Regions from separate parts of the Mus musculus genome. Here regions 2, 3 and 4 are each linked to region 1. Evidence: chromatin contacts called from public Hi-C and HiChIP or PLAC-seq data. All regions are on one chromosome and are shown on one strand. Each heading gives the region's core, a stretch centred on a gene start, on an enhancer-like site or on the middle of the called end of the contact. The rest is flanking DNA. Distances are from core to core; before and after follow the strand shown. Region 1 holds the start of Tmem200a (transmembrane protein 200A). Region 2 overlaps Gm29571 (predicted gene 29571). Region 3 overlaps Gm29571 (predicted gene 29571). Region 4 has its middle 61 kb from the start of 4930401C15Rik.

Evidence for each region. Hi-C and Micro-C count contacts between places; a contact is called where the count stands out from the background. HiChIP or PLAC-seq counts read pairs in DNA pulled down with a chosen protein or histone mark.
Region 2: a contact with region 1 is called in an H3K27ac HiChIP or PLAC-seq map of embryonic stem cells, with 4 times the contacts expected there. The contact joins the enhancer-like site here to the promoter of Tmem200a in region 1. A contact is called at or near these places in 7 of 39 promoter capture datasets (the 3T3-L1 cell line, 3T3-L1-derived adipocytes, cranial neural crest and 3 more), 4 of 115 datasets of contacts at active chromatin or transcription factors (embryonic limb bud, embryonic stem cells, neural tube and 1 more) and 1 of 9 other capture datasets (pancreatic islet).
Region 3: a Hi-C map of uterus shows a contact between it and region 1, with 4 times the contacts expected there. The contact joins the enhancer-like site here to the promoter of Tmem200a in region 1. A contact is called at or near these places in 14 of 39 promoter capture datasets (the 3T3-L1 cell line, 3T3-L1-derived adipocytes, cancer-associated fibroblasts and 8 more), 1 of 15 datasets of contacts at CTCF or cohesin (the NIH/3T3 cell line), 2 of 484 Hi-C or Micro-C datasets (both in uterus), 12 of 115 datasets of contacts at active chromatin or transcription factors (VIP interneurons, craniofacial prominence, embryonic basal ganglia and 6 more) and 3 of 9 other capture datasets (adipose tissue, embryonic stem cells and pancreatic islet).
Region 4: a contact with region 1 is called in an H3K4me3 HiChIP or PLAC-seq map of embryonic forebrain, with 6 times the contacts expected there. The contact joins the enhancer-like site here to the promoter of Tmem200a in region 1. A contact is called at or near these places in 11 of 39 promoter capture datasets (the 3T3-L1 cell line, 3T3-L1-derived adipocytes, cancer-associated fibroblasts and 5 more), 1 of 15 datasets of contacts at CTCF or cohesin (the NIH/3T3 cell line), 4 of 484 Hi-C or Micro-C datasets (cerebral cortex, embryonic stem cells, myocytes and 1 more), 9 of 115 datasets of contacts at active chromatin or transcription factors (embryonic forebrain, embryonic hindbrain, embryonic midbrain and 5 more) and 4 of 9 other capture datasets (adipose tissue, embryonic stem cells, liver and 1 more).

Annotation. Positions count from the first base shown.
Region 1 is chr10:26,077,543-26,080,324 of GRCm38.p6, forward strand. It overlaps Tmem200a (transmembrane protein 200A), which reads right to left and starts at 1,421. Exons shown (of 3, transcript NM_001358814.1): 1 at 1,294-1,421; 2 at 596-777. It overlaps Gm9767 (predicted gene 9767), which reads left to right and starts at 713. Exons shown (of 1, transcript NR_028030.2): 1 at 713-1,905.
Region 2 is chr10:25,587,543-25,590,324 of GRCm38.p6, forward strand. The region is part of intron 3 of Gm29571 (predicted gene 29571); the gene reads left to right. Among named protein-coding and RNA genes, the nearest start is that of Gm36908, 33 kb to the right of the region's middle. Within about 2 kb of position 1,434, at least 7 of the 459 cell types and tissues checked have an H3K27ac peak or open chromatin away from gene starts, as enhancers often do. A contact at or near this core is called in embryonic stem cells, where this site is marked.
Region 3 is chr10:25,642,445-25,645,226 of GRCm38.p6, forward strand. All of the region lies in intron 3 of Gm29571 (predicted gene 29571), which reads left to right. Among named protein-coding and RNA genes, the nearest start is that of Gm36908, 22 kb to the left of the region's middle. Within about 2 kb of position 1,352, at least 23 of the 459 cell types and tissues checked have an H3K27ac peak or open chromatin away from gene starts, as enhancers often do. A contact at or near this core is called in VIP interneurons, second pharyngeal arch cranial neural crest and uterus, where this site is marked.
Region 4 is chr10:25,775,457-25,778,238 of GRCm38.p6, forward strand. No RefSeq gene overlaps it. Among named protein-coding and RNA genes, the nearest start is that of 4930401C15Rik, 61 kb to the right of the region's middle. Within about 2 kb of position 1,440, at least 2 of the 459 cell types and tissues checked have an H3K27ac peak or open chromatin away from gene starts, as enhancers often do. A contact at or near this core is called in embryonic forebrain, where this site is marked.

The DNA.
Region 1 (2,782 bases), core at 171-2,670:
CACACACACACACACACACATTCCAAAATAACAAAAGCAGCAAACATAGAATGCCCAAGCCTTCATAATGCATAGTGTTGGCGTGAACACGCAATTATTGCAAAACAATTAGTGAAGCAAATCTTACGAGTCCTTTCTTAGGCAGTCTGTGGGGAGGAGAGTCGTGCTGAAGCCTATAGACAATTACCCCTCTTCGTTTTGCTTATGCAGGTAGGATCACACTGAAATACTGATCTAGGGAACCCTGTTCACACTTTTGTCTACCATAAATTAACGCCGTAGACCCTCACAAAGATTGCTGACTCTGGAACCTTAGACAAAGGAGGGTGTAGCTCCAAGACGCGAAGCCAGGCGCTCTCAGAAGCCGGCTGCTCACAGGCTGCCCCGCACCACCTCTCCTGTACTCTGGAGACCAAGAAGTCTGGAACTGATGGAGGACTTGGTTCATTCCCCCAAACTTTGGGAGTCATTGTTTCCCCTAACTCTGCGGGCTAAAGCGGAGGGGAGGAGAAGGGGTTTCAGAAACCCGGGGTACAGCTGCAGGGCTCGCCCACCCACCTCTGCACGCCCCGCAGCACCCTGGTGGTCCACTCACCTGTCCTGAGCGCCTGGTCTCGGGGCTCCGGTGGCCTCTCCGGGCTCTTCGCTCTCACAGCTGTCGCGACAGCGTGCGCCTCCGGGGACCAGCGAGGGAGGCGGCGGGGTCGGGGGCGTCAGGAGGAATCTGGGCAGCTGCGGGCAGCCACGGTCTCACTCCCCATCCCCGTGGGGCTCCGGCTGAGGACGCGGTGCGGTCACCAAAGGAAGATGAGTCAGGCCGGGGTGCGGGCGCCCTGACTCGCGCATCTGGGGGACGCGGCCGCCGCCATCGGACGAGCGCAGCCCCTATCCTTCTAGGGTACCGGTGACCGAGGCCAGGGCAAAAGATCGCAGCTAAGGCGTCTCCGCCGCCGCCAAGAAAGACAAAAGGAATGCGGGGCTCGAGGGAAAGTTTTGGGCTTGGTTCCTGATGAATTCTAGCCCCCGAAGCCGCCAAGAGGAGGATCGGGGGCGAGGGCGGGACGGGCTTCCCGGAGCGTCGCCAGCAGCCGGGGACCCAGACGGTGCTAATCGCACCGCCGCCCACGACCCGTGGGAACTCCGCCGGCCCAGTCGCCAAGCTGTGCAAGAGCTGCGTGCAGGACCCACCCTTCCCCCCGGACCCCAACCCAGCTACCCGGCGCCCTGGCTGCAAAGTTGTACTTCTAGCGCCGGGATGGCGCCCATACAAAACCCATTTGGGGAACAAAGTACCGCTTCCAGGCGATCTGCTTCATCTGAAGGCCAGCGGGCGGAAGCGGACACACCCACTCGCTTCTCATCACCGTCGGACGCGAGTTCCAGAACGGGAGATACCTGCCCCTCCTGTCTCAATAAGAACTGGGGATCCCCGGCGGACTCTGTATTTTCTGGAAGAAGGATCCATAGGCCCCTCGGTTCCACGCCCCTCGGATGCTTTCTTATCAGATGCAGCCTGGGAGGGTCGGGGTCCCCCTGGCGGCTGCACGAGTGCTGTGCTAACAAAGTCAGACCTGGACCCCCAAGAGATACTGCACTCCTAGCCCTCAGAGGGTTTAAGCTGCTGGGAAGTTAGTTCCAGTAGAGCAGACTGGTTGGGAAGGGTTCTGGGCATGGGGTTGTGAGGGGCAGGGGCTAATTGTATCCTAAGATGATGAGTCTGAGGCTAAGCTCCAGATATCAAATCCAATGAAGGCTTCAAGTTACCAAAAATTATCAGTGAGAAAAAAAAAAACATGTCCTGTCCATAGAATGAAATAATTGAAATAATAGTCACGTGCAATTCTGCAAGGGACCAAAGCGCCCACTCTGGCTGAAGATCAAGTCAGTAAATAAAGTTTCGTATTCAAATTACTGCGTTGGAGTGTGCAGTGTACAGCAACCGTAGCTGAGCTATGGTTTTGTAAATCCATGAGTTTCTTGGATTTTTTTTTTAACTCATAGGCAAGAGGCAAATATTCTGCTCTGGTGTGTATCTATTTCAATGTGTCAGCTACTGGATTCTGTGGGGAAAAAATCTAGACTCAAGAAAATAAGGCAACCCGTAGAGGCCAGACAGGTCATTAAGATGACACTGGCAATGGAGAAAGACTGTAAAAACGGGCAATAGTGGTTTTAAAAAAAAAATCTTGCTTCAGTATGGAGGTTAAATACTTTTTCTGAAATTTCAGGACCAAATGCTTAAAAAAAAAAAAAAAAGAAAAAAAGAAAGAAAGTAGATGGGATGGGGTAGGAGAAATGAGTCACCTTGTAAGCCATCTGTGGTTTTCTTTTCCTTCCACCTTCATGTGGCTAGTTCTCTTGGCCCAAAGCCATTTGATCAGTTCTCTGAGGTTTTCTAGCACATTTGTCAAGGAACCTTATTAATCGTGTGAGCCTAGTAAGGTTCTACTCGTTGTACAAGAATGCCCTGACTCTTCCTTTCTCCTCAAAGCTCCCAAGAGAACACACTTCCTAGCAAGCCTTCCTGACTTGTAAAGGGGTGGGTAATAGGTTCCTCCCATCCTGCTCTTTTAATGTAGCACAGTGTCTACAATGTACAGGGAAACATTTAAAATGGCAATCCAGACATCACAGGCATCACATGTCCAGGCAGTCTTCAAAGAGAGGCTGATGAGGAAAGACTTCGGGAAAAGATCTAGACTCATTCTTATCACCACTGATCACAATTACCAATCTGAACTTATATTCCAGTTATTCAGTCAAAGAAGAAGGAAGAAGGTGA
Region 2 (2,782 bases), core at 184-2,683, 490 kb before region 1:
TCAACAGACTGTCAGAAGGGCGGGAGATAGGGAGGCACCAAGCCAGTTAGGACAGTAACGTCGGGCCTGCCTGGGCATGTCCTGGCCTGTTCTGCTATGTTCTCAGCCCCAGGTTTCAAAGCTCACAAATAACTCTTTGGGCTATTTGACATACATTACATGAATCACAGGTCTCAAGTTTTATTTGCTTTCATGATCAAGTCTTAAGCAGATGTAATAGTAGGAGCTCCAGATAGGCTTGTACCTTCAGCTCAAGTCCACTTCAGGGAGAAGGCATCAGCTCCCTCCTTCAGCTGTCTGCAGTCTTCAGTCTGACTGAACTAACATTCAGGGGCCAGGTTGGCACCAGAGACCTACATTGTCTTTGAATGTTCAGATAAATATCAACCAACCCTTAGCACTTCAGTCCTAGGACTCACTCTGAAGCCATTTAGGCTGATTGTACATACTAATTCCCTATCGAAGGATGTGGATCAGTTAGTGTCAGAATAGGATCTGAGTCCCGTGGCTTGGGATCAGATGATGATTCACTGTAGCATGCCTCCCTGGGATAGAGATGTAAGAAACAGCCTGTAGGGCTGGAGAGATAGATGGCTTGCTGGTTAGGAACACGGGCTGCTCTTGCAAAGGATCCAAGTTCAATTCCTAGAACCCACATTGGAGGATTTATATTTGGCTACCTGTAACTCCAGGATCCAACCTATGCTTCTGGCCCCTGAGGCCAGTAGCACACAGTGTGCAAATATACACACATACACGTAGCATGGAATAAAGGGAGAGGAAGAAGAGGAAGAGGGGAAGAGAAACAGCAGCAGCAGCAATCAATGCTGTGATAACTTTCAATTTATAGTACCTGGTGCTCCAAGTTTTCTGTCATCCAAATCACACTGAGTTAAATCACATGATGTGCAACCTCTGGCCATTTCCTAAAAGGTTATAGAAAGTTACACCTTCCCTTTGTTCTGGGGAGTCTGAGACTCCTGAGAAGACCTTGCTGATTGGCCTGAAGATGAAGGTTGCTCCCTGAAGAGGCCCCTCTGCATCTGTGTCGGTGTCCTCTCTGTCTCTCCATCTCTGTCTCCCTCTCCCTCTCTGTCATTTTCAATTTTTAAAAAATTGAAAGGAGAATTTTCTTTCATACAATACATTGTGATTACACTTTCCCTTTCCCCCAGGTCCTCCCAGATGCTTCAGGACTCCCTACCCAGGAAGCCACACCCTTTCTCCGTCTCATTATAGTGCAAACAGGCGTGATGAGCTCCTCTGCTGGCTTTCCCTAGATGCCTCCCTTCCCTGAGGCCCAGTGGTCGGATAACTCTTTACATATTGTGCAGTTTCTGCAGGCAGACTTTCTGTGTTTACCTTGAAGGGTCCATCACGGCCTTGAGGCTCTTTCTTTATAATAAACCTCAGCCTTGAAGGGAATTTATGCGTCAGCTTTCCAGTTCAGATTGACCGCAGTGGCCTTTCTGTCATCTTCCTTTGTAACAACACTCTCTTACTGTTAAATAAGACTCCTTTGGCTCCAATGTCTGCTGTTGGTAATAAGTCAAGTGCTCATTTTCCCCCAAGGAAACTCCCACTCTACACAAATAGCTTTGCTTCTAAAACCCAGAGGTTCTTGACGGCTTATTCCGGTGTAAAGGGAAACGTAACACGGCGGTATTTGCGTCAGAACTCAAATTTGTGATTCATAGTAAAACAGAATCTGCTGCTGCCTGGGAGGAAGGCATTTGAAGTCTAAAGGCACATTTAGCCAATAATGGACATCCCAGTTTCTATAATTGCAGGAGCTGGTTCCTGCAAACAAACCTCTGATTCTGTATTTATTCATCTATGTATGCGAGAAGACAATAAAGAAAGCTGCCAAAATGGCCAATCCACCCCTTTAACATTTCTTCTAGGCTCCGCCCAACAGTTGCCTAGCAACTGCCAGGTACAAGCCTGGCTTGCTATTTCTTTCTCTCTTCCTTCTCTTTCTGCCCCTCTCTATCCCCTTTCTTTCCCATACTCCCTTCCCATGCCCCAAATAAACTTCATTTTTATACTAGACCTGTCATATGGCTGGTACCTGGAGTGGGAGGATGTCTTGACATGGGACAGCTGAGGCAACCCCTCATCATGCCACCAGGGGTGGGGGTAGGGTGAGATGGTACTTTTTATTGTGAATATGAAAGAAAATATCTGGAGGCATCTAGAATAGTCCAGAGCAGGGAGAAAAAGTAACCGATGAAGCCAGGACAGGACAAGGGATCCGAGACAGTGGGAAAGAACGGTGGAGATAGCAAGAGATAAAGCACTGGTTCTCAACCTGTGGGTCACGACCCCCTTGGGCTCTAAAGACTTCCACAGGGGCAGCTTAAGACCATCGGAAAACACAGATTATTTACATTATATTCTGTAATGGTACCAAAGTTGCAGCTGTGAAGTAGCAACAAAAATAATTTTATGGTTGGGGTCACTACAACATGAGGGTCACAGTGTTAGGAAGATTGAGAACCACTGGATTAGCGTACAGTAAGGGGGGGCTGAGTGCAGTGTCAAGAGAGCTGGGATGTGAAGTGAGAGGGGCCAGGAGGCTATTGGGGGAGGGCTTTGAAAAGTATAACAGGCACTTGTAAATAGAGACTGAAGGAGCCTGGAAGCCAGTATGGGCTTTCCTATGCTGACGGGCACCACAGGTATATGTCAATACAGAGACCTATGCCCCTTCTGCCAGAGGCAAGGAAAATGACTCCTTTTGGGGAGGAAAACACAGTTCACAGATTCCCGAAGAATGCTG
Region 3 (2,782 bases), core at 102-2,601, 440 kb before region 1:
GATTTACAGGGAACACACTGGGATAAGCAGCTACAATGGTCTCCGTTGCCATAGAAACGTGCAGTTCCCATTTAACTTGGGGGTATTAAAATAGCCCAAGAAAAGCTAGTGGTACCAGAATATGGAAAGACACATACGCTGACATCAGCTTGCCATAACCTTGGGATGAAAATCATAATAAGCATTTTTTTAAACAAAAGATATATTGCTTTGTTTTGAAAATGTAACGTTGAACTCAGACCAGAAATTACTGAGGATTTATAAGTGGCCCTGTTGTGAGTAACTATTCTCTGAGCCAAGCTAACCCCATCTTGGGGAGTTTAGTTGTTCACGCTTGCAAAAGGATCTTTTCAGCTTGTTGACTATTTATACTACGTCATGGATGAATAAGTAGAGAGGATCCCAGGGCCTGGGTATCCAGCATCCCTATCACCTGTTAGGAGAAGGGGACTCCCTCTGTGCTGCCACAGTGAGAGACTTGTTGCTGCTGGGTGAAGCTGTCCAAATACACGCAGCCTGTTGGATGAAGGAACATCTTCAGTCCTCTAACCAGTTCCTTCCCAGGGCTCTGTAAGGAGGCCAAATCAGTTCATTGGTTCCTGCAGATGCAATCATGCCTCTGTTTGTCTTTGAGATTTAGGAAGAAGGTAGATATTGGTTCTTCCAAGGGATTTTAGTAACAGGCCCTTTGTATTAAAAGACGAAGACAAGGTTGGTCTAGGAGAACTAAGGCATGGATGATCATTTCCAAAGCTTATTTATGATATCTACAGTGATTTTTATTTCTGTACCAGAAATACCCTAAAATATTTAGAATTATAGTTTCATTAAGGATCATGAGAGGAAGAAAAGTGATACTAATATGGTAAAGAAAATCAATGAGCATCCCATACTTCAGCAGAAAGACTTATATACCATAAGCCTGTGGCCATGTAAGCCAGACTCAGACCCTTACAAAGTTAGGCCAAGGACTGTTTGCCTATTCTCTGGTTTATATTTTATTAGTAAAGGTGACATTTCAAAGCTGCCTCTGCAGTCATCTCCCCAGAGACCTTAAAATAACAAAAGCAAAAATATTATCTTTGCAAGAATACTCTTTGAAGGGGATCTGGGATATGACAGTGAGCCTGGGCCAGGCACTTAAATCGGAAAGGTTTTAATGCTCTGTCTTGTTTACATGTCATTGTAATGGAAGTGAGTCAGGATCTGCTGCTCCAAAGTATGCCACTTTGGCATAAGAATTATTTTGAGCAGAAAAAAAAATTGAGATTCAACAGATGTAGAAAAGCCATTCATATCTGACTAAAAGCAGAAACTCTGAGTAATAAGGTTCATTTTAAATCCCTTCCCCAGGGGAAAGTTACACAGCATGAAGATGACAGAAAATTGGCACCAAGACAACCTGGCACAAACGAACTTTGCTAAGTTAGCCTTGCTCAGTTGTGAGTTTTCTCATGTATTTACCTTCCCACAGGTCTCAGTCCTTGCAAATCTCAAGAGTCTTGCCCTTTCCTTCGGCCTCTGTAATTTATCACTCTCAGTCAGAAGCATATACAAGCTCTTGGGCCTATCTGTTCTATTTCTTTTCTAGGGAGGCCTCTGTATCACATAAAAATGTCAAATAAAATGTATACACTTTTCTCTTATTAACTTTTCTTAGCCCAGTTTGCGTGACCCCAGATGCAAACCCAAGTGGGAGAGACATTGTGTGTCTTCTATGGAATTGAAATACCACATCATGGAGGAGTAGAGAAGACTTCAAGACCCTCATCTGGTTATCCCTACCACAGCAAAATGTTCAAGTTTGAGGTTATATGATAGAAAGCCAGGATAAACATGAGTAGGCTTTTAGTTTAAAATTAGAATTTCAATATGGAAGAGAAAATTTGTAAGTAAAACAGGGATGTAGAAAACAGGAGAGAAACATTGGTAGACATGGGCTCTGTGTGTTTCCTTCCCCTACTGAGTCCTACAAGCTTAATTTTAGGAATGTGGGAGTCAGGTTCTTAGGGACTTAGAAAAGATCTGTCTTCTTAATGTTACTGTTACTATTACTATTATTTGAAGCAGCTTGATTCCTGAAATAACAAGAAGCAATATGCAGTTGTGAAGAGAGTCAGTAGGCAGCTTTGTCTTGATCCTGGGTCCCTGGCTCAACTCTCTCCTGACGCTGGAGCTCCAACATGGGGACACTCTCCTACTCAGGACAAACTTGACAGCAGGCTCAGTGACAGACACTTCCTGCGTTTCTCTTTTCTCTTTTCTTTTCTTTTCTTTTCTTTTCTTTTCTTTTCTTTTCTTTTCTTTTCCCTCCCCTCCCCTCCCTACCCCTCCCCTCCCCTCACCTCCCTTTCTTGGTTTCCCCTCTGAAAATAACTTATCCCATCTCCCCTCCCCCTGCTCACCAACCCACCCACTCCTGCTTCCTGGCCCTTGCATTCACCTACACTGGGGCACTGAGCCTTCACAGGACCTCTCCTCCCATTGATATCTGGCAAGGCCATCCTCTGCTACATACTCAGATGGAACTATGGGTTCTCCATGTGTACTCTTTGTTGGTGGTTTAGTCCGTGGGAGCTCTGGGAGTACTGCTTGGTTTATATTGTTGTTCCTCCTATGGGGCTTCAAACCCCTTCAGCACCTTGGGTTCTTTCTCTAGTTCCTCCATTGGGGACTCTGTGCTCAGTCCAGTGGTTGGCTTTGAGCATCCACCTCTGTATTTGTCAGGCACTGGCAGAGCCTCTCAGGAGACAGCTATATCCGGCTCCTGTCAGCAAGGACT
Region 4 (2,782 bases), core at 190-2,689, 300 kb before region 1:
GTGAGTACTCAGTCACATGGCGACAACCTGCCAACTAGTCCGAAAACTGCAGTTTAGCCATGCATCTGCTATGGTTCATTTTTACTGTAGATGATTAAAGGAGCCAGTTTTTGCGGCCATCTATAAGTCTGCTACTTGCTCAGCTCATTAAGGACTTATTTCACATTGCTGTTTCTATATTCGTGGGAGAGTTTATGAAATAAATGTCAGATGGTATATGTAAGAGAGCAACAAAATAAAACCTATGAAAATAACCATTGCTTTTTTTTTCCTGACCTGGTTAAAATGACCTATTCATGCAAGTGTACTTCATGGGAAAGAATAGCAGGAATTAATCAAATTGGTCCCACTCTGAAGCAGCAGTCAGCCTTAGCAAGCTGTGTTGAGAACCTGGTTCTCTTGTCAATGGTCTGGCATGGTATGCAGGTTGGGTTTTTGTCAACTTGACATAAGCTAAAGTCACTGAGAAAGAGTACACCTCATTTTAGAAAATGCCTCCATCAGATTGGACTGCAGGCAAGTTTGCAGGGGCATTTTCTGGATTAGCGATTGATATGGAGAGCTCAGCCCACTGTGGATAGTGTTACTTCATAGCAGATAGTCTGTGGTTGCATAAAAATGGAAGAAGCCAAATGAGCCATGAGAGCTTGACAGTACCTGTAGCTTCCTTTACACCTGTACACCTGCCCCGACTTCCTTTAGTGATGGAGTTGACCTGGCATGTGTTAAGCAAACCCGTTAATCCTCAAGTTTCTTTTGATGTTTGTCACTGCAATAGTAAAGCCAACACATGGATTATCAGGACTAGACCCTGTGTGGCCACAAGCACCACTCTGCATGTTTGTCTCCCAACTGTCACTCCCCTGTCACATGGCCAGCTCTTGAAGTTCATGACTGGGAAACCTGGGCATTCTTTGATTTAGGAAATTTCTTCCTTGATTTAGATCAACACAATTTATGTTGCCCTGAAAAGTACTGTTTTTTACACACAAGGCCCCACACACTTCTATGATTTGAGTGCCAGTTTCCTCCCCACACTTTTCTCAACATCATATGCTTTTCTTTTCTTTCTTTTAATTAAAAAAAAATTATGAAGGGTTTCATGATGTAGTCCAGGATGGCTTCAAAGTCACAACCCTCCTGCCTCAGGCTCTTCAATGATGAGATTTCAGGTATGTGCCACCACATGTAGCTTAGAACAACATTACAACTTGGAAATGCAGAGCCAGCTAGGAGCGAAAGACAGCGCTTATTAACTCTCAGGGGACCGAGTGGGCGCCATCCCCTGTTGAGAGCAGCTGGCAGGTGATGTGGTTCATGATGATAAGATGCTTCTAAATACAGTGTTTAAACACACAGACGTGCGGATTACTGCTTTTATTTCTTCTGCTGCTGTCTTTGTGCGCTCCTCTCCCTTTCTGTGAAGAATGTATCGGTGTGCATCTGATTTGCTTCTTTCCTATTCAGCTCCCATTATCTTTATGCAAATGCCGATGCTTAATTACTGCCCATGCTTCTGCCACAGCCTTTAGTCTAATAGCAGCCATGCAGGTATTACATGGGGAGGTACCAGGAGATTTCATTCTTCTCCAAGAAGCCTTATTCAGATCGATACCTCTGACGCGTACTATTGTTAAGTGTGTCAGGGTGGGGGTCAGGGGAGGATCTCTGCCTTTTTGTGCTCATTCTCTGAAAGATTAGACCTGATGCAAAAAGGTTTTAAAAAAATTGTTGTATCTGATTCCATCTGGGGTCATGTGAATTCAATGCCCTGCTACAGTGTACTTAAGTCTCACATTCCAGGGAGAAGTCATCTCAAAAGCTGGATCTAGCTCTATGTCATCTATATTTCTATACGTCTATCTCTATACATCATGCTAGAGCAGCACAGGTGTATGCTCAACTAAATATGACGTTCATCCTCCTCTTTGGCTAATGGCGTTGGTTCTTCCAGCACCATTGCTTTGGCATCCCTCATCCCTGCCATGCCCCTCCCCATCTCACCCCCCACCCCTGCCATGCCCCTCCCCACCTCACCCCCCACCCCTGCCATGCCTCTCCCCACCTCACCCCCCACCTCTGCCATGCCCCTCCCCACCTCACCCCCACCCCTGCCATGCCTCTCCCCATCTACCCTACTACTTTCTTGTCCTCAGCACACGTAGTAGGCACTCATCTAGTATTTGTTAAAAAAAACAGAATTAACTAACGTTCTTTAGCTTGGTGTCTTTCTTCAGCCCACTATTCTCTCTCTAAATCACCATCAATTGCCTCTTAACTGTGGAGCCTTCACTCAGGCAAAGTCCTTTTTGCTACTCAGGAAGGGCAGGAATTTGTTGCTGTCCCTGTCTATCATTCCTACGAGGTCTGCACTCATCACACCAACCTTTACTTTCATTTTCCTCAGGAGGCTGTGAGCTACTTGGGGTCAAAAGTCAGGGTTGGATTGTCACTGGATATCTTATAATTAAGCAGCATGCCTGACACACTGCCAAGTGTGCCAAGGAAGTTATTAACTCACAACAGTACAAATGCAAAGGACAGTGTGATGTTCTTGGTAGCTGGTCAGCTCATCCCCTTCCCAGCAGATTCATTTGCTCAGGAAAACTAATGGCTGTGAAGACTTTCTTGGTGAATATGGACTAAAGCTGGGTGCCGCACAGCATTCAAGGATGTTTTCATTATGTTTTGTGAGTCGTCCTTTTCGTTCCTATAACAATGTGCTGAACCTGTAAATGCCCACAACAGTGAGCTCACGCCTTCTCCAAGGAAGAGAACACCG